2 separate regions of the Mus musculus genome follow, and region 2 is linked to region 1. The links are chromatin contacts, called in public HiChIP or PLAC-seq maps. All regions are on one chromosome and are shown on one strand. The core of a region is the stretch at or near the end of the contact, and the rest is flanking DNA. Distances in the headings are between cores, read along the strand shown.

Region 1 (6,367 bases), core at 1,205-3,704:
TCTTCAGACACACCAGAAGAGGGCAGTGGAGCCCATTACAGATGGTTGTGAGCCACCATGTGGTTGCTGGGAATTGAGCTCAGAACTTCTAGAAGAGCAGTCAGTGCTCTTAACCACAGAGCCATCTCTCCAGCCTGAGAGAAGAATCTTTTAAAAGTCGATATCCCACCCCCAAATTAAAAATATTTACTTACTTTGTGCATAAGTATGTGTGGATGTGGATACCTTTTGGAGGTCCGAGGACGGTTTGTTAGTTCTCCCCTTCCACCATGTAAATTCTGGGGATCCAACTCAGATTAGTAGGCTTGACAGCAAGTACTGTGACTTGCTGAGCCAAGGAACCTTGGAGTCAGTAGCTTATAGGAGACAGAAACAGCGGCAGGGATGGACGGAGGGAGGGAGGGAAGGAGAGATGGAGGGAGAGGGAGAGAGAGATTGTGTGTGTGTGTGCGCGCGCATAGGCATACACATGCCATAGATCACATATACAGCTTAGAGGACAACTTTAGGTCTCTCCTTGGCCCACTGGATCCTGAAATCAAACTCAGCTTGTCAGTCTCACACAGAAAGCACTTACTGAGCCATCCCACCAGCTTTTCTTGAGTGACTTTGGTGTGCTTGCCTGTGGGAGCTGACAGACATCCTCTCGGGGCAGGGTTGGTGAGTCTGCTGCGTTTCCTTTTCTGCCAGCCTTTCCCCTTCTTGTGCTAACCTGGATGGACCTCGTGGTCCATCTCATGCTAACCTTGGTGTGTGGACAGTCATCCACACGTGCTCTCGTTTGCCTCTTCCTCCAGCCTGAGAAGCCTGGCCCTGATGGGGAGGACCTGGCGGCAGATAGCGTGCGGGCTGTCAGTATCCGCACCCTCTACCTGGTCAGCACCACAGTGGATAGGATGAACAGTGTGAGTGTGCATGTCTCTGACCCGAGGCTGGCTGCCTGAGCTTTCCCAGTCCTAGATTTCCTGCCCTCCCCATCCCTGGCCTGGAGCGGAGAGTGTGGCCTCCAGGGGACAGTGGCCGGACAGTGCTCAGAGGATCTCTCAGCAATGGCCGGACACACTGTCTGTCTTAGCATCGGCCCCTCTCAAGCTACCCGGCTCCTGTATAGCAGTGGAGATCCAGTTCTGACATCTCTACTGCCCCGGAGGCCGTGCCCACCTGCTTGCAGTCCACAGACCGTGGCCCTCTGTCCTTCAGGTTCTCTGGCCCTACCTCCTCGAGTTCCTCACCCCGGTGCGCTTCACTGCGGCCCTCACCCCGCTCTGCAGGAGCCTTGTGCACTTAGCCCTGAAGAGGCAGGAGGCTGGGGCAGATGATTTCCTCATCCAGTACAACGCGAATGGTGTGGAGGCCCAACCACCGTGCCCCTGGCTGACCCCACCGACGCCATGATGCCCTTACACCTCGTCCTCTCTCAGCTCTCTGCCTTGCCCTTGCCCTGCCCCTGCTGCTGACACCCCCCTACCCCACCCCACCCCACCCCCAGCTGCTTTCGCATGCTGTCCCACCCCAGCTGCCTGCTTGTGCCTATGGTCCCATCTTTTATCCTATCCCTGCCTTGTAACTGTTTCCATGTTTCTTGTCCAGCAAACCTCCCGTCTCCCTTCGCTATGACCACACGACTGCTGGTAAGCAACGGGTCTGTTACTGTGTCTCAGCACACGGGCTGACACTGTCCTTCATGGGACATTCTCGTAGGTGTCAGCGTGACCGAGCTTACTCTGATAGAAGAGTGGCCTCTCGGCCCCAGAGTCCCTGTCAGCTCTGTGGCAAGCCTGACCCTTGCCACCGTCTCATTGGCATTCCTTGCCCCCGTGTTTGCTGGTTTTCCCTTCACCCCTGGGAAGCTGGTCCCCAGGTTGGGCACTGTGGCCAGGAGATGGCAGGCGGCTCCATGCTTAGGCGACCCCCTTCCTTCCTCTCCTTCAGGTTGTGTCTTCTAATCCCTACCTGGGAGATGGGCGTGGAGCGGCCTCCCTGCGCCTCCTGAAGGTTATGCATCAGAATATCCACCCTTTCCTGGGCCAGCGGTGGGAGACAACCATGCCCATGCTGCTGGAGTACCTGGATGGTGAGGCCTGTGAGGCTCAGGAGCCCCTTAGCCACCCCTGACCCCACTAGCACCCAGTATGCCGTTCGGGTTGAAAGAAACGATCCAAGCTGTAATCTAAGAAAGGGCCTGGATGGCTCACAAGGGAAGGGGGTGTGACTGTGGCCTGACTGGTTTCTGCGTTCCTTCTGGGAATTCCCAGAGACAAGGAGGGCCCACCTAGTGCATGTTGGAATGAGCCTGCCTGGCAGGACCCCAGCCAGTGGGCTTATTGGTCATTTCAGAGCACACCGAGGAAAGCCTGTCACTGAAGGAGTGGGAAGAAAAGCTTCTAATGGTGAGAGATGGAGCAGAAGGCCAAGGGCCTGTCTGTGCCTTTTTGGGACATTCTGGGCCTGGGCACAGAGGGCCAGGGCAGCAAATGTTGGACCAGTGTATTGTGCCTTCCAAGGGGCTTGTTGTTATCCAACTTCATCTGGTGGTGTGACTAGGGGATGGGCTCAGTGGTGGGGGGAGTTTGGGGTAAGGATGGTGGCTGGTCTCAGATGTCCCTGGCAGGATATTGTACCTTCTGTCACTCAGCACCAAATGGGAGGGACTTTTGCTCATCCTGGGCACAGAAAGGGCTTTTCCCTCCTTCCCCGTCCCCAGCCGAGTTCAGAGCCACTTGTGCTTCAGCCTGCCTCATAGCTACCCACCTTCAAAGGCCACTTACCAACAGGAGTCACCATAAGGTTATCACGTGTCAAGGCCCTGCCTCAGGCCTCACCAATGCTCTCCCCCCTCAGTTCCTGCGAGACACCCTGGCCGTAGTATCTGACAACATCTGGATCTGCCAGCTGAGCCAAGAGATGTGCAAGCAACTGCCCTCTTACAGTGGGACTCCTCAGGAGAAGGTGCCTGAGACAAGCTAGCTGGGGATGGGGATCTCTGCACAGTCCCCAGCTCCCATGCTTTGTGTCTTTGATCTCGCCTGTCTGTGTCTTTGTCTCCTGACTCTGGCAACCCTGGCCAAGCCACTTAAAAAGCAAGCAGGGTCAGGAGGCTCCTCGCTGCAGTTAACAGCTGGGGGATGGGGGACAGCTGCCTGCTCACTGTTCCTCAGACACAGCCTGGGTCTCACCTCCTCATGCAGGACCCTTCCTATGTCCTGCTTGAAATACAGCTTCCTCTCCAAGGGGCCGGGTGTAGTGGTGCCCACGTTTAACCCCAAATACTTGAGAGGTAGGCGGATCTATGAGATCAAGTCCAACCTGGTCTACACAGCTAGTTCCAGGACAGCTGGGGCCACATACAGAAACCATATATCAAAAAAACCAAAAAGGAGGAAAGGATACAGCTATCCATTAGCAGTACCCACCACAGTGCAAGTGTCTGTCTGCTCAGGAGTCAGGTTCATCTGTGTTCTCTCCCTGTGTTCCAGAACTTCCTGTATAAGTGCATTGGAACCACGCTGGGTGCTGCTTCAAGTAAGGAGGTGGTGAGGAAACACCTCCGAGAGCTGCTGGAGACAGCCAGATATCAAGAGGAGGCAGAGCAGGAGGTAGGTAGTCCCCAGTGCCCGGGGCTGTGAGGCCGTGTTCATCTGCCGCTCTGAGCTAGCCACGTGTGCTGTGAGCACATAGGTACATGCATGCTTGCACGTGAGGCACACTGCTTGCTTCCTCACGGATGTCCGCGTGTATTTGTGTGCCTTCAGGTTTATGTGTGTGTGGAACTTTGTGTACGTGTGGATATACACTCCTCCCCACACAGCGTGTGGGCAGGTGGGCCACTGTGCCCAAGTGTGAGCACACCCGTGCACCTCCCCAGGGCCTGGCCTGTTGCTTTGGGATCTGTGCCATTACCCACCTTGAGGACACTCTAGCACAGCTGGAGGACTTTGTGAGGTCAGACGTGTTTAGGAAGTCCACCGGCATCTTTAGCATTTTTAAGGTAAGACGGTCATTACCCAGAACAGTGTCCTTGTGAGTAGATACCTGTCTGTGGCTGCCCCACTTTTCATGGCTGTGGTAGGGTGGGTTCCTGCCCTCTGCTCTCTCTCAAGATGAAGGCTAGGGCTGGGTTCCCTCAGGCTTTGTATCCTCCATTCCTCCTCTGGGCCTGAGCTCTCCTCCCACTGAGGGCCTCCCAGAAGCCCTAGCTGATTGGAGTGCTGTTCCTCTAGCTGTGGGTAATGAGAGTTCTCAGTGGCAAGGTTCTGTGGTGATCAGCTTTCTGTTGCTATGACGAAATACTTGAGGAAATCAACTTTAAGGAGGAAGAAGTAGTCTGTCTCCTAGTTTCAGAGGTTGTGCAGGCCGGGCATGGTGGAGGGGCCGGTGAAGAGAGCTTCTCCCTTCACAGGAGCCAAGAGCACACTTACCTACCTCTAGACCCGTGCTGCTTTGAATCCTTCAAAGAGTTCGTTTCTGTGGCTCTCTGCCTTCCTCGTGCTGCGATCCTTTAATGCAGTTCCTCATGTTGTGCTGACCCCTAACCATAAAGTAATTTTCATTGCTATTTCATAACTGTAATTCTGCCACTGTTATGAGTCGTAATGGGTTAGTGCGTTGATGAACTAGTCACTTCCCAAGGGTTTCTGTCTTTGAACACTGCTGCTCTGGGGACATGTGAACTTTAGGGACATTTTCAAATGTTTCTCTAACCCCTGCAGCACTGGGGACCCTTGAGCTCTAGGGACATTGCCTATCAGAACCACACAGCTGGGGAACTCAGAGCTGTCCCCTTCTCTAAGGCCAGGCTGTCTGTCCTTTGCCCTGAGTGCTTGGGTTTTCAGAATCTCCCACCATGCCTGACCCTGACCATTTTGCTCTGTGTCTAGTGATTGCTCTGCTCATGGAACCCGAGGGTTGGCCCAGGAGTGCAAGGACCCACACACCTCTTCTTTCTCTTTCTCGTCTTCCTCTATCTCTTTTTAAAAGTGTTTTTAGGCCAGGCGTGGTGGAGGACGCCTTTAATCCCAACACTTGGGAGGCAGAGGCAGGCGGATTTCTGAGTTTGAGGCCAGCCTGGTCTACAAAGTGAGTTCAGGACAGCCAGGGCTATACAGAGAAACCCTGTCTCAAAAAAACCAAAGGGGGAAAAAAAGTGTTTTTAAATTTATTTATTCATTTTGTTTTATGTGTATGTGTACCAGTGTTCTGCCTGCATGTATATCTATGCACCTGATCCCACTGAGGTCAGAAGAAGGCAGTGGATCCCCTGGAACTGGAATTATGTATGGTTGTGAGCCTCCATGTGGATGCTGGAAATTGAACCTTGGATCCTCTATAAGAACAAGTGTTCTTAACCACTGAGCCATTTCTCCAGCCCCCTCTATCTCTATCTTGAGACAGGGCCTCACTGTGTAGCCTTGGTTAGCACAGAATTTGATGTGTAGATTAGGTTGGCCTCAAATTCAAAGAGATCTGCCTTTACCTCCAGAGTGCTGGGATAAAGGTGTGAGACAACTTGTAGCTCCTGCCTCCCCCCGCCCCCACACACTGTCTTTTCTGATGTTGGCATCTACAAGCCCTAGTTTTCAGGTTGTTAGGCTTCCAGCTTTCTTTCCCCTGTTTCTTGGTCCCACTGCCTCAGCCCTTTCTTGCAACCAAATGGTTCCCGGTGGACATGCGTGGGCACCGGGGCTGCCCTCCTGCCATCCCTGGATGCTCCCTCTGGTGTTCCTAGCTGGCTCTGGCTATTCCAGGAGTTTTAGGGTATAGAAAGCCCACTGCAAAGCAAGGCTCCCTGGGAGAGTAGTTCACTGAGTAAGTGCCGTCCCACTGACTCTCTACCTCAGGATCGAAGCGAGCACGAAGTGGAAAGAATGAAGAGCTGTCTGATCCTGTGCTACGGGCACGTGGCTGCCCAGGCCCCTCGGGAGCTGGTGCTGGCCAGGGTAGAGTCTGATATCCTGCGCAGCATGTTCCAGTGCTTCAACACCAAGGTGGGCGTTGCCGATGTCCGTGGGGGCCAGTCACACAACGCCAGAGTCTTACCTTATTTCACTCTTTGTTGTTTAGGTTCTGGGAATAAAGGTAGAGACCAAGGTATAGTGTATGGCGACCGACCATGTGTGAACTATGCTTTTCTCTCTCCTCTGGGCTGGGCTTTGGGACAGAGCCAAACCTAGAGCTCGCTGGGCTTCCTGGCCATGGTGGTCCTGGGGAAGTGTGGTGGAGTACAGCTCTGAGACTCCTGCCCACTTCCCTGTGGAGCAGCTAAGCAAGCGCCCGCTGAGGACAGAGCCAGGCTTCTCTGCCTCTGGGTAATTGATCCTGGGCTACATCCTTAGAGACAGCTGATAGGCCACTCACAGCTGTGTCCCCC
Region 2 (6,436 bases), core at 3,921-6,420, 280 kb after region 1:
ACTACCACACTTAGGCCCAGGGCGGCAGCTTACAGGAAGACAAGATAGCAGCTGGGGCTGAAGTGGCCTAGGAATAGTGGAACCCCTGGGTCTGTCCTGGTCTGGGGAGATGGGGCTGCCGACCTGGGGGTGCATGAATAGGTGGCAATGGGCAGGCTTCCCATCACGCCCTGCACGGCCGATAGCTTGCACGTAGCTCTCGAAGCTTGGAGGCAGTCCCAGGTGCAGCACAGCCCGAACATCTGGACGGTCCAGTCCCATCCCAAATGCTACCGTGGCCACTACCATGCGCAGGTGGCCCCGCATGAAGGCCTGTTGTACTCGTCGCCGTTCCTGGCTGCTCATGCCAGCATGGTAGGCTTCAGCTATAGCCTCGGGGCCACAGCCTGTAGAGAAGGTGTGTGAGTGACTGATGAGACCACAGCAGGCACACAGAGGAAAGGGTCCTTCGGTGCCAAACCCTGCATGTGCCTACCTCTTGGCCTTGAGTCGCCCACCATGGACAGGCAGGTGCGGAGGAGTGCAGCCACCCGTTCTGTATCCTTTCGCCGAGTGCAGTAAATGATAACTGAATCCAGGGTACGAAAACGGTCCCCTTGCAGCAATGTCACCAGAGCCTGGCAACGAGGAACGATTAACATGGCAGCTTGTGGGCTTCTGACAGGTTCCCTGGTATGTACTTACATACCTGGTCTGAGTCTCTATCCATGGACACGGAGAGGTGCAGATTGGCAGGGATGTTGGCTGACCCGCTGAGCTCAAACTCGCCAGCTATGCCAAGGTGCTGAGCCACATCTCGAGCAGTGCTTCGTGTGGCTGTGGCTGTGAGACCCAAGAAGCAGCGCACCCCCATATGCTCCCGGAGAACCTGAACCAGGACAGTGCTCAACCACTCAGCCCACCCGGGTCCCAGTCCGCCTCCGCCGGACCCCAGACAAAAACTCACTTTGCAAACACGTAGGTAGCAGGGCCGGAAGTTATGTGACCACTGAGAGAGGCAGTGGACCTCATCAATGCAGGCGAAGGCAATTGGAGGCAGCTGAGCGGCCTGGGGGAGGCTGCCGGGACCCCTAGCCCCGCACCCCACCAAGGCCTCTGGGGACACGATCAGCACGTGCACCTGGGCTGCCCGTACCTGCAGGGAAGAAGGAAGCTCACAGGCACTGTGTAGATGGATGCCCACTACCCCCCATCCATGGAGGCCCCCCCGACCTTCTTCAAGACAGACTCTCGTTGTTTCTTGGTCATTCCTGAGTGGAGGCAGGCTGCCTTCAGACATGAAGGCAGATCGGACACCTGTAGATACAATGCTGTCACAGCCCAACACAACCTAATCTCTTCCCCCCTAAATTCTCTCAGATACTTAGCCCCCTTGAAACAAATGCATCTGACACTGGGTTCTGGGAGAAAAGGCAGAGGCAAGGAACGAGATGGAGAACATTGGGCATTCGGCTGTGTCACCCTTAGAAAGAGGTCAGCTGGCATGTTTAAGGAACTAGAAGCACCTAAGGGTATCAGAGCTATCAGTTTTCAGACTTTCCAGGTCCTGAGCACCTGTCTGTATACCTGGTCATCCATGAGTGACAGGAGAGGCGAGACCACGAGTGTGAGGCAGGGGCTTCGCTGGGCATAGAGCAGTGCAGGAAGCTGGTAGCACAGAGACTTTCCAGCACCCGTGGGCAACACTAACAGAGTAGAGATGCCTGGGTAGGACAAGAGGTAGTTATGAGGCTCAGTTGGTTAGACACAGCCTGGCGCAGTTCCTAGGCAGCCACACCTACCAGAAAGAATCCGCATGATTGCACGCTCTTGCCCAGGGCGGAAGGCTCGGTACCCTAGCCGCTCTAGGGCCTGGAATACTTCAGCAGGGGTTTCTGTGGACACAAGTTACAGTGGTTTGAACGAGAATTTCATATGTTTGCCTACTAAGTCCCCACTTGGTGAACTGTTTGGGAAGGATGAGGAGGTGTGTTTGTTAGATGAAATGTGTCACTGGGAGTGGGCTTTGAGGTTTCATAAGGTCTAGTATGTCTCTGCCTGCTACCTGCAGATCTCAACTACTTCTCCAGCACCATGCCTACCTTCCTACTTCTCACAGTGATGATAACAGACTAAGCTACTGAAACGGTAAGCAAGAGCTAATTAAATGCTTTCTTTTATAAGAGTTGCGGTGGTTGCCAGGGCAGTGGTGGCTCACACCTTTAAATCCTGCACTTGGGAGGCAGATGCAGGCAGACGTCTGTGAGTTTGAAGCCAGCCTGGTCTATAAAGTAAATCCCAGGTAGCCAGGGCTACACAGAGAAACCCTGTCTCAAAAACCCAACAATCAAAAAGAGTTGCCTTGGTCATGGTGTCTCTTCACAGCAACAGAACAGCAACTACGATGTGTTGATAAAGAGTCTGGACCAGGGCTGGTGAGATGGCTCAGTGGGTAAAAGCACCCGACTGCTCTTCCAAAGGTCCGGAGTTCAAATCCCAGCAACCACATGGTGGCTCACAACCATCTGACTCCCTCTTCTAGAGTGTCTGAAGACAGCTACAGTGTACTTACATATAATAAATAAATAAATAAATAAATAAATAAATAAATCTTTAAAAAAAAAAAAAAAAAAAAAAAAAAAAAAAAAGAGTCTGGACCATTAAGTTTCACTCACCTGCTACTTGTCCCAAAGGTCCCGGTGGGTAGAGGGGTGACATTGGGGTGGGGCAATGAGGCACCTGTAGCTCTGGCGCAGCAGGCTGTGTTTCCTCACCTGCTTAGATAGGCAAGAGAGGGTGATGTGGAAGCACCAGCAGAGACAGTGACCATCCTGGCATGATGGCCTGCAGTCACATCACCCATTCCCCCTCACTCACCAGAGTGGTGACAGGAAGCAGTGCCTGTCCTCTGTGCTACTTCTTCCAAGGTGGAAATGGGCTGTTTGTCATCCCTGTCACCTTCCTCTTGGACGGTCAGGGTGGGGCCTGGACCAGGGTCAAGGGCTGCTGGAGCCTTTCATTTGTGTAAGTGATTCCCTAGCACCCACGGTGGGCAAATGACCCAATACTTAAGGGAGAGGCTTACCTGGTTGGGAACACTGGGATGCCCAGTGACCAAACTGCCCACACCGGAAACAAGTGTCCTTGTCTGTGGCCCTGGGTCCACTTCCCCCAAACGCAGCTTGTTTCTTCTTCCACTTTTGCTTCCATACCTGGGGAAGGGCCACACATGGAAGAACCATTCAGGAGTAGACGGGAAGAGACAGGAGGAGGGGAGGGGAGGGGAGGGGGAGGGAGGAGGAGAGGAGAGGAGAGGAGAGGAGGCTGGCCTGTTCCATTCAGCACATCTCACCTGCTTACGGAGAAGCCTGCCCCGATTGGCCCCAACTCGTACAAAGCGTTTGTTTTTCATGTTGAGTCGAATATAGTTCCCTCTGTCTAGGGAAGCTGGTCGAGGAGAGGCATGGAGGTGGGTTGTGCCCTTAGCCTTCTCTGTCCTGGCCTGGTTTGAGGAATTGCATGGCTGAGGGACATTCACTTGTGTGGGTTCTCCTGGAGGGTCTTGCCCATGTACTGTAGCCCTGGCTCCCTCAGACAGGGGTCCTGCTCCGCTGCTGGGCTGGTCTTGTGCAAAGTCCTCCCCCTTCTCATTCCACTTCCGCTTCCTGCCTTTACTGTTGATGGATTTGGGGCTCTGTGACAAAACCTGGGCTGGCTGTTGGGCTATGGCCTCTGGGCTCTGTACAGATACTTCTGACTGGATGTCAGGATCAGCGATGTTCACCTTGCCTGACATCTGAGGCTGTGACTCCTCTGCACTCAGGTCAAGCCCACAAGCACCCGGAACCTCTAGAAGATCTGAAACTCTGTTGTGACACCTCTCTAACCAACCAGGGTCTAGGGAAGTCAACCTCCGGCTGAGGGATGATCGGAGCTGCTGGAGCTGGCCCAGCCTCGGCCGGGGCTCAGGAACCCGAGGAAGTGCATCGTCAGCTTCGTCTGGACAGGGGGATTCAGTCTTTGAGCCTGGTGGCCTTGGGGCAGGAACTGTGGACAAGGATCTCTTCTGAAGCTGGAGTTTTCTGCTCTGGGTTGGTCCAGTCTAGAAAGACAGAACAGCAAATCGGAATTCAGGACCTGGGTTACTGCAGAAGTTTGGGACAGACAATAAGAGTGGAGATGCCTGAGCACCGTTAGGAACCTAGTCCCAGTTATTACAGGAGCGTACGTGCGTGCTATAAGGAAGGGTGGACATAGAAGGACCCTGGCAAACCACCCAAGGGCCAAAGGCAGTTCTGGGTTCACCTCCACGTCTTACCTGTGTTGTGTTTTTCAGATTGGCTTTGAGCCTCTTCCCATAGTCTTGTACAGAACTCAGTAGGCTCTGTTTTGGCATAGACTGCGTATTCTGCGTTGCAGCTCGACTCAGGTGGGGACCCCAGCAGCTTGGCTCCTGTGCCTGCAGTAGATAGTAGCAACCTAGACCAGTTTAAAAGATGGCATGGGCACAGAAGTGCCTCTAAAGCTTCCCCTAACCCCCATGGGAGGACCTGGCCACCCAACTTCTGTGCTCCATGGAGGCACGGCTGCAAAATGCTCTCGGTTCCTGCCATTTGGACCACAGACCGCTGAGAGTGGGATTCACTGATACCTCCTCAGCTGCCTCGGCAAGTGATTGCTCTAGGACACGATGTCTGTCGTCAGCCTGACGCACCGCCTGCTTTAGGTTACGGTACTCACGGTAGAGCGCTGGGAAGGCAGAAGTCGGCGGTCAGGGGCATACCCACTAACATTCGCCCTGTCCCTGGTCCACCAGCCCAGTGCTCACCGCGGGTCTCTTCAGGTGCCGCCTCCACATCCCCCTAGGAGAGAAGCTTGTCAGCAACAGGCTGCGCCAGGATCCCCCACTTGCCGCCCCTGTCCGGACCCTAACTCCACCTCACCTTCGCTGGCCGTCGCCCGTGCAGCCGTGCAAAAGCGCGTTCCCACTCCTGTAGCCGCGCGCGAACGGTCGCGAGCCGCTCCATGGCAGCCCGAACGTGAGTTTAGGGGAAATCTCCCGCCGCCACCGTAAAGTCCTGTCCTTAGCCAATGAGAGCGGCCGCCGGGCGGTGCTGCAGATGCTCTGAGCCCCCCGGGGAGGGGGCGGGCCTATGAGTTGTTGCGTCATCACAGCGCGCCCCGGCGCTGCGCGGAGCTGGGCGAGGCTTGCTGGGCGAGGAAGGGTTGCAGGCCTTGGTAGTCGGGGAGGCGGATGAGCGGGGGCCGCGGGGCTGGGATTCGAGTCGAGCTGAGAGTCAAGCAGCCGTTAGTGGTCAGGGCACTTGGACGGCAGGTTCGACGGGGACTGGCGCTTGAAGACCACGGCTGAGGCGGATTCTCGGGAGGTGCCGCCGGCGCGCGGGGATGGGCCGCAAGCGAAGGGAGACCTAGGGGCGGGCGAGGCCGGTCTCGGCCTGTGGCTCCAGGCTCGCCCGGGTCAGTTGATGTTCCGGGCTTTTTGTTTTCTCCAAGGATCCGAGCGTGCGCGTCTGTATGCCGCAGAGACCGCTGTGTCCTGTGTGCAGTAGCATCACCCAGAAGCAATCCTTGCTTGGAGGCCAGGCGGGCTGCCACCGGTTCCTCTTATGACAGGTGTTTGGTTGGCTTGTCCTGTCAGTTAGGCAGTCCTATTATCTTAAGCTAGAGCCAGATCAAGGACAGTCACGCGGGGTTCCCCAGGGACGCGTGCCTTAAGGACTCGTAGGAGATGTTAGAAGCAAGCAAACCCTGGGCTTCATCAGTCTTTCTGGTCCCCAGTCTTGTCCCTTGCTGCGGCTTTGCGTAAGGCCTAGGCCCTGGTTTTCCATTCTGTTGTGGGCTGAGGACTGTAGCATAGTTCTGAGGGTAAGGTGTTTTGCCCACAGGAAGTCTACTGACCCAGGATAGCAAGAATCATTCAGGCTCAGGATCTTTTGTATGTGGCTTCTCAGCTGGAACGCTTTAGCAGTTTTGGCTTGGATCGTTATGAATCTCGTGAATTTAAGACATGGTTTCTCAGTGAAGAGGAGGTACCCGAATAGGAGACAAGGACCACAGAGGGTGAGAGTTGCTCTTCCTCAGGGATTTCTCTGCCTAGTTATACCCTAGAAATCCGCTATCTCTGGAGTTCAAACTCAGGGCCTTGGTCTCAGATGCTGCACACCATCTGTTCACAGGATCCTTTAAAAAACAAAAACAAAAAAAAAACCCCAGAGCCTGGCACTCACTAAGCTGTGTTAGACTTCTTTAACTCCAAAGGCACATCTACGTGGAGGGTCAGGATGTTAGGCTACTGGCTCTGGAGGAATCCTCTGTTGTCAGTCTGGTGGGAAGAGAGGTCTGGGATTTACTTCACTTTAGAAAATATTTACTTTCCCTAGTCGTAGGAAAATACACCATGTGCATGTGAAAGCTTCAGGTCAAAAGGGGGCACCTG

The links. HiChIP or PLAC-seq counts read pairs in DNA pulled down with a chosen protein or histone mark.
Region 2: an H3K4me3 HiChIP or PLAC-seq map of the SCID.adh cell line shows a contact between it and region 1, with 12 read pairs. The contact joins the promoter of Lrrc14 here to the enhancer-like site in region 1. A contact is called at or near these places in 5 of 39 promoter capture datasets (the C10 cell line, cranial neural crest, frontonasal cranial neural crest and 2 more), 3 of 484 Hi-C or Micro-C datasets (the G1E-ER4 cell line, neural progenitor cells and palatal mesenchyme), 7 of 115 datasets of contacts at active chromatin or transcription factors (the SCID.adh cell line, astrocytes, embryonic forebrain and 4 more) and 1 of 9 other capture datasets (liver).

The regions. Positions count from the first base shown.
Region 1 is chr15:76,426,312-76,432,678 of GRCm38.p6, forward strand. It overlaps Mroh1 (maestro heat-like repeat family member 1), which reads left to right. Exons shown (of 44, transcript NM_175457.4): 15 at 798-905; 16 at 1,201-1,345; 17 at 1,591-1,631; 18 at 1,933-2,074; 19 at 2,338-2,390; 20 at 2,842-2,949; 21 at 3,477-3,596; 22 at 3,866-3,988; 23 at 5,838-5,984; 24 at 6,061-6,087. Among named protein-coding and RNA genes, the nearest start is that of Mir6954, 3.7 kb to the right of the region's middle. Within about 2 kb of position 2,455, at least 5 of the 459 cell types and tissues checked have an H3K27ac peak or open chromatin away from gene starts, as enhancers often do. A contact at or near this core is called in the SCID.adh cell line, where this site is marked.
Region 2 is chr15:76,705,471-76,711,906 of GRCm38.p6, forward strand. Lrrc14 (leucine rich repeat containing 14) reads left to right here and starts at 5,171. Exons shown (of 4, transcript NM_001358891.1): 1 at 5,171-5,457. It overlaps Recql4 (RecQ protein-like 4), which reads right to left and starts at 5,089. Exons shown (of 22, transcript NM_058214.3): 1 at 4,923-5,089; 2 at 4,808-4,841; 3 at 4,631-4,728; 4 at 4,298-4,438; 5 at 3,332-4,081; 6 at 3,065-3,191; 7 at 2,857-2,964; 8 at 2,655-2,753; 9 at 1,782-1,874; 10 at 1,567-1,703; 11 at 1,213-1,296; 12 at 947-1,135; 13 at 689-868; 14 at 476-617; 1 more. The coding sequence starts at 5,006.